Linked DNA regions of Sus scrofa: region 2 is linked to region 1. Evidence: chromatin contacts called from public Hi-C data. All regions are on one chromosome and are shown on one strand. Each heading gives the region's core, a stretch centred on a gene start, on an enhancer-like site or on the middle of the called end of the contact. The rest is flanking DNA. Distances are from core to core; before and after follow the strand shown.

Evidence for each region. Hi-C and Micro-C count contacts between places; a contact is called where the count stands out from the background.
Region 2: a Hi-C map of liver shows a contact between it and region 1, with 5 times the contacts expected there. The contact joins the promoter of FBXO33 here to the promoter of MYO9A in region 1. A contact is called at or near these places in 3 of 47 Hi-C or Micro-C datasets (alveolar macrophages, heart right ventricle and liver) and 1 of 2 datasets of contacts at active chromatin or transcription factors (alveolar macrophages).

Annotation. Positions count from the first base shown.
Region 1 is chr1:169,593,869-169,599,928 of Sscrofa11.1, forward strand. It overlaps MYO9A (unconventional myosin-IXa), which reads right to left and starts at 2,903. Exons shown (of 44, transcript XM_021100912.1): 1 at 2,838-2,903. SENP8 (sentrin-specific protease 8) reads left to right here and starts at 2,948. Exons shown (of 2, transcript XM_013992369.2): 1 at 2,948-3,147.
Region 2 is chr1:169,914,219-169,920,210 of Sscrofa11.1, forward strand. It overlaps FBXO33 (F-box only protein 33), which reads right to left and starts at 1,638. Exons shown (of 4, transcript XM_001926592.7): 1 at 774-1,638. The coding sequence starts at 1,381. It overlaps LOC102162695 (a long non-coding RNA gene), which reads left to right and starts at 1,582. Exons shown (of 12, transcript XR_002338918.1): 1 at 1,582-1,870.

The DNA.
Region 1 (6,060 bases), core at 1,653-4,152:
CAAATAGATAGTGATCTTTTAAAAATATAAATCTGATCCTTTCAGCCCCTTATTTTAAATCCTTCAATAACTTACTTAATAAATATTATAATCTCTATCAAAGCTAATCACTCCATGGAAGCTCAAAGGTTCAATGAGAAATTCAGTTTATCCTTTTTTGCAGGTTCACAAAAGAACCATCAGGAAATTTTTTTAAATCCTGAAAATTACTTAAAACTTATATATATATATATATATATATATATAAGTTTCCCTGGTAGATCAGCGGGTTAATGATCCAGCATTGTCACTGCTGTGGCTCGGGTCACTGCTGTGGCATGGGTTCAATCTCTGGCCGGGGAACTTCCGCCTGCCATGAGCATGCCAAATAAAATAATAAATAAATAATAAAAAAACACACACATAGCAGCTGATACATTTAAGAGAAAAGCATGCAGCAATGTTAATAAAACCAAAGACTGAAAATAACCTCAAGACTACCAAAATGATATACTATCCAGCCAGTAAATGAGGCACTTCCAAATGTACAACCGTTGAGTGATCTCTAGGATCTATTATTAAATGGGGGTGGGGGGAGAAGGGTAGGGGGAAGCTATATACATTCCATCTAGTACACAAGCATTTGTGGTGTTTTAAGAACATAAATACACGAGTTCCCTCGTGACCTAAGTAGGTTAAGGATCCAGCGTTGTCACTGCTACGGTACAGGTCACTGCTGTGGCACAGATTCAATCCCTGGCCCAGGAACTTTTGCCTGCTGCAGGTACAGCCAAAAAAATATATATATTTTTACACACACACACATAAGTGTGTAGACCTGTATGCTAGAAATATCGCAAGAACAACACACACAAAGATGGAAATAGTGGTTGTTTCTAAGGAGGGAAAATGGATGGTTGGAAGATACAGGGAAAAGAGAAACTTTTTACTACATACTCTTTTGAACCTTTTGATTTTTATACTATGTCTAATTATGACCTATAATTTTAATATGATTTTCTCCTTCCTCGGTTCCACATACAAAAAATAAAAAATTTTAAAGTACTGACTACAAAAACCTCTCTATACTTCATCCCTATACCAACGTTAAAATTATGCAGTGATCATCTGGTGTAAAATTACATTTCCTTCTTGACAGCTCAGGAGTTCAACAAACTATGTTTTACTGTTTAACTACTGCTAATAAGGCTGTTGATAATGACATTGGTGAACACTGCAATGATAACTGTACCTGCCTCTTGAAAAAGCAAGTCAGCAGCACCAGGTAGCAGAATTTTATTATTAAACTGACATCAAAATCTTCAGAAATTAAGGAAAACTACAAATCTTACTTTCCCAGCAAATTCTAAAACAGCAAATTCAAAAAAAAAAAAAAAGTATCTTGCTATCCTTCAAAAGCAGTGCAAAAGAGCTGTAAAAATCTACAAGAAGGTGAAACAAATGATACCACATGGAGACATTCATTACTGTTGTGTTAATTAACCCTTCCAGAAGTCCCTAAAATGTCAGATCTGTACTACCCCACACATTCTACAGAAGATGAGAAGCAGGCTGTGTGACCTTACAATAGCACACACCGCCTGCCCTGGGCTTCCATGATCTTCCATCTCCCTCTTTCTAAAGCCCGGAGACTAAACCTCCAAACATGAGTGTCAATTGGTCCCCTTAGCCCCGCTGGGGGGAAAACACTAGGCTAAGCAAAATGCCTTCAGGATTTCACGGCAAAGCCCTTTCAACCAAAGAAAGGATCACGACCTCGGAGAAAGATATTAAGGTCTGCCTAAGGAAAGGAGGTCTAGAAGAAGAGGCCGCTGCTGGTGTCTAAAGAGGAGCTGACACCAGATTTCTTGGGAAGTAAGAGCATCATGAAATAGACTATCTGAAAGACGAGTTGAGTAAGGGAAGAGCTTCAGCTAGGCGGTGAGCAGGTCCGCTAGGAAGAGGAGTGGGCAGCGATGGATCTGCCTTGGAGCTGGGGGTCGCAATGGGTTTAGAGGGCAAGCGTAAACGGATCTGAGGAACTGTGATTGGGTCAGCTCACAGGAGGATGCAACAGTCTCGAGGCCCCATTTAAGAGTACTACGAGAGTCCGAAGAGGGTTCTAGTGGGGTGTGATGGGGTGAGAGGCCCGAGACTAACACCAGGAGAGGTTGGAGCGCCGGAATGGTGCCTGGCCAAAGGAATACACGATGGGTGGGGTCCACTGGGTACCCGGGGCAGCGATCGGGTGTCAGGGAGGCTCCAGCGCAGACTAGCTCGCGGGGCGTCTCCGCTGGGGCGGGGCGGGGCGGCCCCGCAGGAGCCAAAGAGAGAGACCGAGACGTGGGCCGGGCTGGGCGGCAGGGCCGCTGGGCGGCTTGGGCGGGTCTTACCTCGGGCTCCGCCGCGGTGGCCACCGCAGCCCCCTCCTCTTCGGCGGAAGCCGCCTCCCAAACTCGGCCCCAGGGTCAGGCCGGAGGAGACAGCAGAGGCCAAGATCACCAAGGGTCGGACGGCTCCGGGAGGGTGGGCCCAGCTGCCTTAGGGTCCGGGCGAGCGGCCGCCGCGCATCCCCCGCCCTGTCAGAGAGACTCCGCCCGGCCTGGGCAGGCACATCCCCGGCCGCACCCGCCCTGAGACCACGCGTTCAGTCGCCGCCTCAACCGCTACTGCCGCCTCTGCGGGTGTCGCGGGTGCCTCCACCGCCGCCTCTCACCACCCTTGCTGTTCACTCAGCAGCCACAGTCAACCGCCACCACGTACCAGTCCGCTCGGGCCCGCGCGCCCCCGACCCCGCGCACGCGGCCCCGCCCCGCACGACTCCTCAGCTGCAGAAGAGCAAGCGCGCGCGCACTTACCTCCCACGCCCCCTACCGCCCTCGGGAGCCAGCCTGCTCGCCCGACTCCGCCCCCGCACGTGATGCCGCCAGCAAGTACAGCATGCGCTTGCGTGGACACGCCCCATTTCGTCCGCTTCAGGCGGCCCCGCCCAAACTTTTCTTCCTCACCTTACGGCAGAGTTGGGAACTCTGCCTTAGGTTTTATCTCTTCTAGAGAGGGATGTCGCAATGTTGGGCTAGAAAACTCTGGGTTTACGACTGCAGCTCTCGCTTTCCGGCCAATACCGAGGTGCCTGAAGGCTGGCTGGGGAGGTGAGGCCCGAGGCAGGTAAGAAGCCTCCTCCCCACTTCGGTTTGTCGGTCGGTGTGTCTGGGCAGGAGATCGTTTTGCCGCCCACGCAGTTCTAGCGTCTCCACACCCACTCCCCAATTCTGGCTCAAAATTCTTAGCGCCGCCTCCTTAGCGCCCCCCCCTCCCGCCCCCGTTTCCACACACACACGCCCTTTCCCCAGCATTTCCCCGCCCCGGACCTCCGTTTCCTAGTACTTCTTTCTTTTCATCCCTCAGACTTTTTACTGAGCACTTTCCGTGCATTAGACTCCAGAAAGTCAGAAGCAAATGAAATAGTCTCAAGTGTTTCGAAGTATGTTGGAGACGATGAGAGAATCCTCCGTGATAGTAAAGTAAAATTATAATAGAAAAAAAAAAAAAAGCACAAGGTATTCTTTGAGCGTAGAAGAGGGACCACCTGATTGTGTATGACTTGAGGAAACCCTCTGGGTCACTCTTAATTTGTGTTAGAAAGCTAATGAGCAGTAGCTGGTTAAAGCGGTATAAGAGATAGAAGCAGAGGGAATGATGGGTACAAAAATATTTTTGACAGTACTGGCGCTGAAATAAAAAGAGGAATAGAATACAGTTAGCGAAAACCACGTGGCGTAAGTTACTCACTCTTTGAGTAATAAAGAGTTATAAAGTAATGAGGTGAGGGACAAGCGTGTGGGCCAGAACAGTGTTTTCTTTTAAGGTGGTTATGAAGTGTACCATAACCAAGATGTGGACAGTTTATGAGTGAGAGTGGGTAATTTACAGAACCAGGAGCGGTAGTGGAATTAAATCTTGTATGCACATTAGAGTCACCTGGGATTCTTTTAAAAAGTAAAACCAGGCGTTCCCATTGTGGCTCAGCAGTAATAAACCCTACTGCCCTCCATGAGGATGCAGTTGAATCCCTTCCGCCATTCAGTGGGTTAAGGATACAGGATTGCCATGAGCTGTGGTGTAGGTCACAGACACAGTTGGCATCTGGTGTGGCTATGGCATTGGCCAGCAGCTGCAGCTCCTATTCGATCACTAGCCTGGCAACTTCCATGTGCCACGGGTGCAGCTCCAAAAAGGAAAGAAAAAAGTAAAACAAATGAAGTTGCTCCACCTGAGGCCAATTAAACAAATCCAGGCATCAGTTTTGGTTGTTTTTGTTTTTTTAAAGTTCCTGAGGTGACTCCAATGCTGCAGGTTGAGAACCACCAAACTATAGCAAAGGAAAGTTTGGGAAGTAGGGGAAGGCAGAAGGTTGATGTAGTTGGCGCTGTAATGTTAAGTTGGGAGTCATTTGATGAGAGTTCAGGATGGCATGAGACCCTTGAAAGTTTTGAATAACTACTCTGGGTAATGGGAGGAGTCACTCCTGCTTTCTCTTTAGCACAGTTTCATCCTTCAGTCTTAATCAGGCCCATTTCGGTTACTGCTCTTTCCTCTGTCTTTTCCTTCTGTCCAAGTTTTATCAGCTGGGGATCCAGCCTTAGAGCTCAGGGGAATCCTCATTTCTATCCCCCACAAGATCAGAGTTAAGCCAATTGATGAGATTCAAAGACTGACTTCACTCCCATAGAGATTACTATATACAGTGCCTTGCCAATTTAGAATCTGCCTTTTATTATTTATTTCATCAACCATTTAAGTTAGGAATGAGAAAGATTTAAGTTTCAGCCCTATTAGGACTTCACAGTATTAGGGAAAACAAACCTTTAGAAGAATTCACTTGGCAGACAGATAAGGTCTGTATAAGGCAAAGCCCTAGCTAGTCCGTGCTACTGTATTAACTGTGGTTAATTAAAAAACTTGTCTATCTGCTACCAGATAAGAGAAGGTCACTATTGTCTAAAATACTAGGGTTTAGTATGAAAAGTAGGGGTAGGACGGAGATAAAGATGATAAAGTGGATGTGAACAGATAATGAACTTTGAATTCCATGCTCAAGTGTTTAGGTTATATTTACTATGAGCAATTAATAGGTCTAAATACCAAAAGTAAAAGTAATTTCTCTTGTGTCATGGACCACTTGGTCAGCCTGACCTGTGGATCCTATCTCAGAATAAGAATAATGTTTTTAAATATATAAAATAAAATACATAAAAACATAAGTGAGATCTTTTTCATTGAAAGTTTTAAAAATATTAAAACAGATAAGAGATGTAGTTACATATGTGCTTAACTACACATTAAATAATATTTGGCAGCAGGACTGATTTTGTATTTTCAAAACAATGATGAGTATAAATTGTATTTTGAGATACCTGTAAGATTTTAGGAGATTCCCTGGCTAGTGGTCAAATTAGAGCTGTAGCCTCTGGCCTACACCGCAGGCATGCCAGATCTGCAACCTACACCACAGCTCACAGCAACCCCTGATCCCACTGAGTGGGAGTAGGAGTTGAACCTGTGTCCTCATGGATACTAGTCAGATTCGTTTCCACTGAGCCATGACAGGAACTCCTAAATCTAAGGATTTTAAGTGAGAGCATGACAGATCAAATCTGTTTCAGAAAGATGCTTGAGCAAGGTTCACCTCTCAGCCTCTCTCTGGGAATAGAGAACTGGCTATTCTCTTTTCCTATGCCTTAGTTATAGTAACCAGTAGTAATCCACTGTTGCCTAAGAATTTGGGCCTACAAGAGAACTAAGCTTGTGGCTATATATGGGAGAAGTACAAGGAAATAAATTGGGAAAGATAGATTAGGGCTGTTTTTATGGAATTTATTTAATGCCATGCTGTAGTTAGTACTTAATTTGCTAGACAGTGGAGAAACACTAAATATTTAGAGCAAAATAACACAGTTCCATTTGGAAAATAAACTAGAAGTAATGTGTAGGTTAGATCATCAGAAGAGAAAATAGGAATGAAGAGACTAGACCAATAAATAATTGACATTTTTAAAAACTAAATTTTATCATAAAGTG
Region 2 (5,992 bases), core at 388-2,887, 320 kb after region 1:
TAGTCTCAGAATTACAGTAGAATTCTAATGAAAAACTAGGCCGCTAAGGGCTTACTCTTTATAGACACAGGCCAGTTCCCCCAACTCATGCAAACACCAAGCTATATATACTGTGCTACTTTTAGGTGAATAACTAGGGATAAGTTGAGTCTGGAGGTGCAAAGGGGAGGGACTTCCCAATCTTCATTATCAGGCTGTTCCCCAATCCTTTTAACAAACACTCCTACTCTTCATGCCTGGCCTAGTTAATCAAAACTATTCCCAGTAAGAAAATGGCTGTCAAAGATTTTTTGGGGGGGTACAGTCTAGTAACTATGAGAAACCAGTAGCATAGCTAGTCCTTCCCCACCACGAACTATTTTGAATGGATAGATTCAGAACTGAAAAAATCAGGTAGGATTTTGTTTCTCCCAAGACTCACTCACAGGCCTCACCCTCCAAGCTTCAGCTCTCATCTGTAAAATGAACTCCATCCCATTGCCAACGAAAGTACGAATGAGACAGGGCTTGGAAGGTGCCAGGAATGCTGTCTGATAAACACCAAATCCATCACTGTTTATAAAGTATTACGATAATCCCGTTATGCCCTCCCGCCTCAAGGAAATCGCTGGATTAAAACTGAAACCCCTAATCACTGAAAAAAGCAACGCTGAAGCGGGCCGGGAGTATCCGCACAGAATCTATTTTGAGGTGAGAGGAAGAAGGCCATCCTGCTCCCCGGGAGAGGAGGAAGCGGGAGAAGAGGATGAATGCAGGGTCCACGACGAGCCTACCTGTTGTTCCGGATGCTGACCAGCACGCACAGCACCAGCTCTAAGTAGGTGCGCAACACTTCTAGCCAACGGGATGAGAGCTGCAGGGCTTCGACTTCTTCCCCGCCAGTCCCGGTGTCGGCGCTGCCTCCATCGCCCGGGCCGCCGCCGCCGCTCAGGTAATTCTCCGCGGCGAACTCAACGCGCAGCTCTCGCACGAACCAGCCGCACTTGCGCATGAGGAATTCGAGCCGTGGCTGCTCCGCAGGCGAGACGCGGAGGCAGATGCGGAGCTGGGGCCAGAGAGCAGGATAGAAGAGGCACTCGCGCCAGTGCGAGCAGGAGGCCGAGGCCCGTAGCCGGTCGGAGGCGGACAGGAAGGAGAAGATGTGCACGATCAGCTCGCTGGGCAGCGACGCAGCGCCTGCCGCCTGCCCGCACAGAGCCATCCGGCCCCGCCGCCGGCTGCCGGTCCCCGGCCGCCTCCGCAATCCCCGGAGCAGCCCCCGCAGCCGTCGCAGCTGCTGCAGCCGCAGCCGCCGCCGCCGCCACCGCGCCACCCGGGCGGCCCCTGCTCGGGTTCCGGCTCCCGGTGGTCGGGGCTGCGGCACTGACAAGAACAACAACATCAATGACAAGGAAGAAGGGGGCGGAACCGTCGTAGGTCTCGGCGGAACCAAGTACAGCACAAGTTGCGGAGAGGGGGAAAGGCCTCTGCGGGGTTGGCCTCCAGACAGCCAGCCTGTGGCCTCTCAAACTTTACTCACGCGCGTCCGAGGCCTACACACTCAGGAACTTCAAAATCCTTGCTTTTACTGGTTAGGGGCCCGGAAGCGGCAGGACTAATTGTAAGGAAACGGCAGCCCTCCCCGCGCCTGGAGGCGGAGGCAGAGCAGTGGTAGGACCTGAGTTTGACGTCACCAGTGGTGGGAGGAGCCCGGCGTGATCCGGAGCTACTTCCGGAAGAAGGGAGCGCCCGGTTGCCGGTAGGAAAGGGAGACGCGGCACGTGACTCCTGACGCACGCAGGCTGTCGGGACGGGGGTGGGGAAGCGCTGGTGGTGCCGGTGTTGGGCGCCCCCTCCCGTCTCACAGAGACCGCCGAGTCCCGTCTTGTTTGTAAGTCGGTTAACTGGGGCGCTCAGGCAGTGTAAGTGGCGGAACTCGCGTTAGCGTAAGCGGGCGGTGACGCTTCTCATTATACGTTTTCCTGTTGCTGGGCTGAGGACTCAGAGCCAAAGTGCCGGCTTGGGTCTTTTTCAGCCTAACCTCCCCTCCCCCCTCCCCCGCAGAGAATTGTTGGGAGTTTCTGAGAAAAAGCCGCTAAGGCAGCAGGACCGGCGCCCTCGCGGGCTAACCCGAGGGGCTGGGTGAGGAGAGGAGAAGCGCGGGGAGGGGAGGCTGGACACAGGCCGCAAGCGGACCTTCCCTCGTGGTCAGACCTCGGAGTGGACAGTAGCGCACACCTGGGTGCGAGGGGAAGGAGTGAGGACAGCGCCACCCTTTGGATTTTGAGGGAGAAGAGAAAAAAAAAGGGCAAATGGGTTAGATCTGTTGGTTGATAATTAGTCTCTTATCCAGAGATTGAGGGAGACTGAGTTCCAGGTTTGGGGGCTCTAATTGTAAAGAAGTTTGTTGTTATGGTAAAGGTTTTCTTTAGCTCGGCGCCCGGTTTTTGAGGGAGGGATTTTTCGAAAGAGTGTCCTAACTTTATCACAACTCGGGAAGTAGTTAGTTAACTGACTGTAAGGAGCAGTGAAGTCAGAAAGAAATAAGCGATTTTATGTAATAATTGAGGATCGCTTTAATGAGGCTGCCGCTTCAAAGCCTTAACTAGGGTCTTGGAACAGCCGTGTTTATTTGTGGCTAACTCTCAGAAGCTGTTCTCCTGGATATTTTTAGCCCTCTGAGGGCAAAACTCTCCATTCATAATGCTTCCATGCCTTTTGATGCCTAGCACAGGCCCGTTACCAATAATATTGTGTTGGTACCTCAGTTATCTTCATTTCGGTACCTGTGGGGGGGGGGAAGCTATCATTCATGGTAGGTCACTTCTCTGAACCTCTTGTCTGTAAGAGATTTTTCTATGCAGTTATTATTATATCTTATGAATGGATTAATGAGCATTAATGGAAACAGCAGTGAATTAGGAAGTTGAGGCTTGGATTTAAATTTTTTATTTTTTAAAAGCATTCATTTTTTGGGGGGGGGGCTTGTCTTTTTAGGCCCGCACCCGCGGCATATGGAGGTTCCCAGGCTAGGGGTCCAGTTGGAGCTGTAGCTGCCGGCCTACACCACAGCTCACGGCAGCCCTGGATCCTTAACCCACTGAGCGAGGCCAGGGATGGAACCGGCAACCTCATGGTTCCTAGTGGGATTCGTTTCTGCTGCACCTCCATGGGATCTCCATCATTGAAATATTTTGAGTGACCCATGGACATCTAGATTTCCCACTTAATAGTAATTAAGTGTGCATCTCTTTAAAAGCGTATTATTACATAACAAAACTATCACACTTGAAAAACTTCTGTTGTCTAATAACCCATCTTCAAGTTTATCTAGTTATTTTCCAAATGTTTGTTATAGATGTTTTATCCAAACCAAGATCCGGTTGCATAGGCCGGCAGCTACAGCTCCGATTTGACCCCTAGGCTGGAACTTATATATGCCATGGATGCTGCTCTAAAAAGACAACCCCCCCCCCAAAAAAAAGGAAGTTCCCCTTCGAGGCTCAGCAGTAAGGATCCCAACTAATATCCAAATCAGGATCCAAGTAAGGGCCACACTTGTTTTAGTTTGTATTTAAAGCTTCTTTTAATCTAGAATAGTCACCCTCTTCCCAGCACTCATTTTTGGGGTCTCTCTGATTAGTTAATTACAGGAGGCTTATTGTGCTGTAGAATATCTCCCATCTGTAATTGTTTGGCTACTTTCTCTTGGTGTTTAGCTTACTACTCTAGTCCCTGAATTTCTAATAAACCTACATATTAATGTTAAAGGCTTGATTAGGTTGGTGACATCTTGATCTCCCTCCTTATAAAGTTTTGTGTTTTGTTTTTCTCTAAGTAATCTGTGAGATGTTATTTTCTACAAATGTCCAACTCCTCCATCAATGATTCACTTAATAGCCTTAACAATAATTGATAATTCTTGCCTGAATCATAATTTTATTATGAGTTGCAAAATAATAATTTCTAAGTCTTTTGTTCCATTTATATTTATTAATTTTCATTCTTCTGGATAGGAGAAGCTTTCTTTAACAAACTGGCAACATTTAGTTACCCTGAAATACAGCTCCTATTCTCCTATTGAAAAGACAGGAAAAAATGCCTAGTTCTTTTTCTTTTATTACCCATTTTGAAAGTAAGTTCTTTGGCCTCAAAGAGTGATGAATGAGTTTTTCTAGTTTTTATTTTTTCTGAATATCAAATTCTCATGGATTTTTAAAATGTTTTAATTTTCCTTTTTGATCCTTAAATTTTGATACTTCTAGAACACCTCACAAAGAAGTGTATGTGATTAATATTACAATTTTAAAAAATTCCTTGAGCATTTTTAGTAGAGGTAATACTGTACTGAGTGGGAGGGTAAGCTGGATTTTGATCTTTTTTTCTTTTTTGCTTTTGTAGTAATATAGCTGGGTGACATTTAAACACGTTGCTTAACCCTTTGGGGCCTCACTTATCTTCGTCTGTCAAGTAGAGAGTTTTTGCAAGGTTCCCTGCAGCTGATGTTCTCTGACTTTTTAAAAATCTGTTTTATGGAGATACATTTTTCATATGTAATTCGTTTCAAGTATACACATCAACAGTTTAGTAGTTTTATCAAATTTTACAACCATCACTGTAAATAAGTTTTATTTTTTTTATTTTTATCTTTTTGTCTTTTTGCCATTTCTTGGGCCACTCCCGTGGCATACGGAGGTTCCCAGGCTAGGGGTCGAATCGGAGCTGTAGCCACTGGCCTACGCCAGGGCCACAGCAATGTGGGATCCGAGCTGCCTCTGCAACCTACACCACAGCTCACGGCAACGCCGGATCATTAACCCACTGAGCAAGGCCAGGGATCGAACCCACAACCTCATGGTTCCTAGTGGGATTTGTTAACCACCGAGCCACGACGGGAACTCCCTGTAAATAAGTTTTAGAACATTTTCATCCCTTTAATGAGATTCCACATGCCCATTACGGCTAGTCCCCACTCCCACCTCCAGGCAGCCACTAATGCACTTTTTGTCTCTATAAATCTGCTGTTTCTGAACATTTGCTATAAATGGAATCATACAACATATATGATCTCTTGTGTCTAGCTTCTTCCACTTAGGATGGTGTTTGTTAAGTTTCATTCATGATGTGACAAATGTCATTAATCCATTCCTTTTTACTGCTGAATAATATTTATGTATATATTTATTTATTAATTACCCATTTACCCGTTGATTAACATACGGGTTTTTAGTTTTTGCCTATTATGAACACCATTTCTGTAAATACTCATGAGCAAGTCTTTTGTGGACATATGTTTTCATGTCTCTTCCATAGATACCTAGGAGTGAAGATGATACATTATATAGTCATTCCATGAATAACTTTTGGAGAAAGGCCCAAACTGTTTTCCAAAGTGGCTGTATCATTTTCCAGTCCCACCAGCAATATATGGGGGTTTCCAGTCTTTGACTCTTTGATGTTCTCAAGACATTCTCTGGTTGATTTGAGAACAATATTTTTCCTTTTTCTTAGTGTTTTACTAGCAACAAACTACTTTCTCCAATAATAATTTAATCTTTAATTATTACAAATACTTCCTAAAGGAAATAAAAATACAAATGATTTCCAACTTATAGTGGTTCATTGTACTTATGATTTTTCAACTTTACAATGGTGAGAAAGCGATATTCATTCAATAGAAACCATACTTAGGGTTTTGAATTTCGATCTTTTCCCATGCTAGTAATATGTTATATTATACTCTCTCATGATGCTGGGTAATGGCAGTGAGCCACAGCTTCTAGTTGACTCCACATTTCTTTTTTTTTTTTTTTTTTTTTTTTTTGTCTTTTTCTGGAGCACCTCCAGCGGCATATGGAGGTTCCCAGGCTAGGGGTCCAATTGGAGCTGCAGCCACCGGCCTACACCAGAGCCACAGCAACACTGGATCCGAGCTGCTTCTGCAACCTACACCACAGCTCACGGCAACGTCAGATCCTTAACCCACTGAGCAAGGTCAGGGATCGAACCCTCA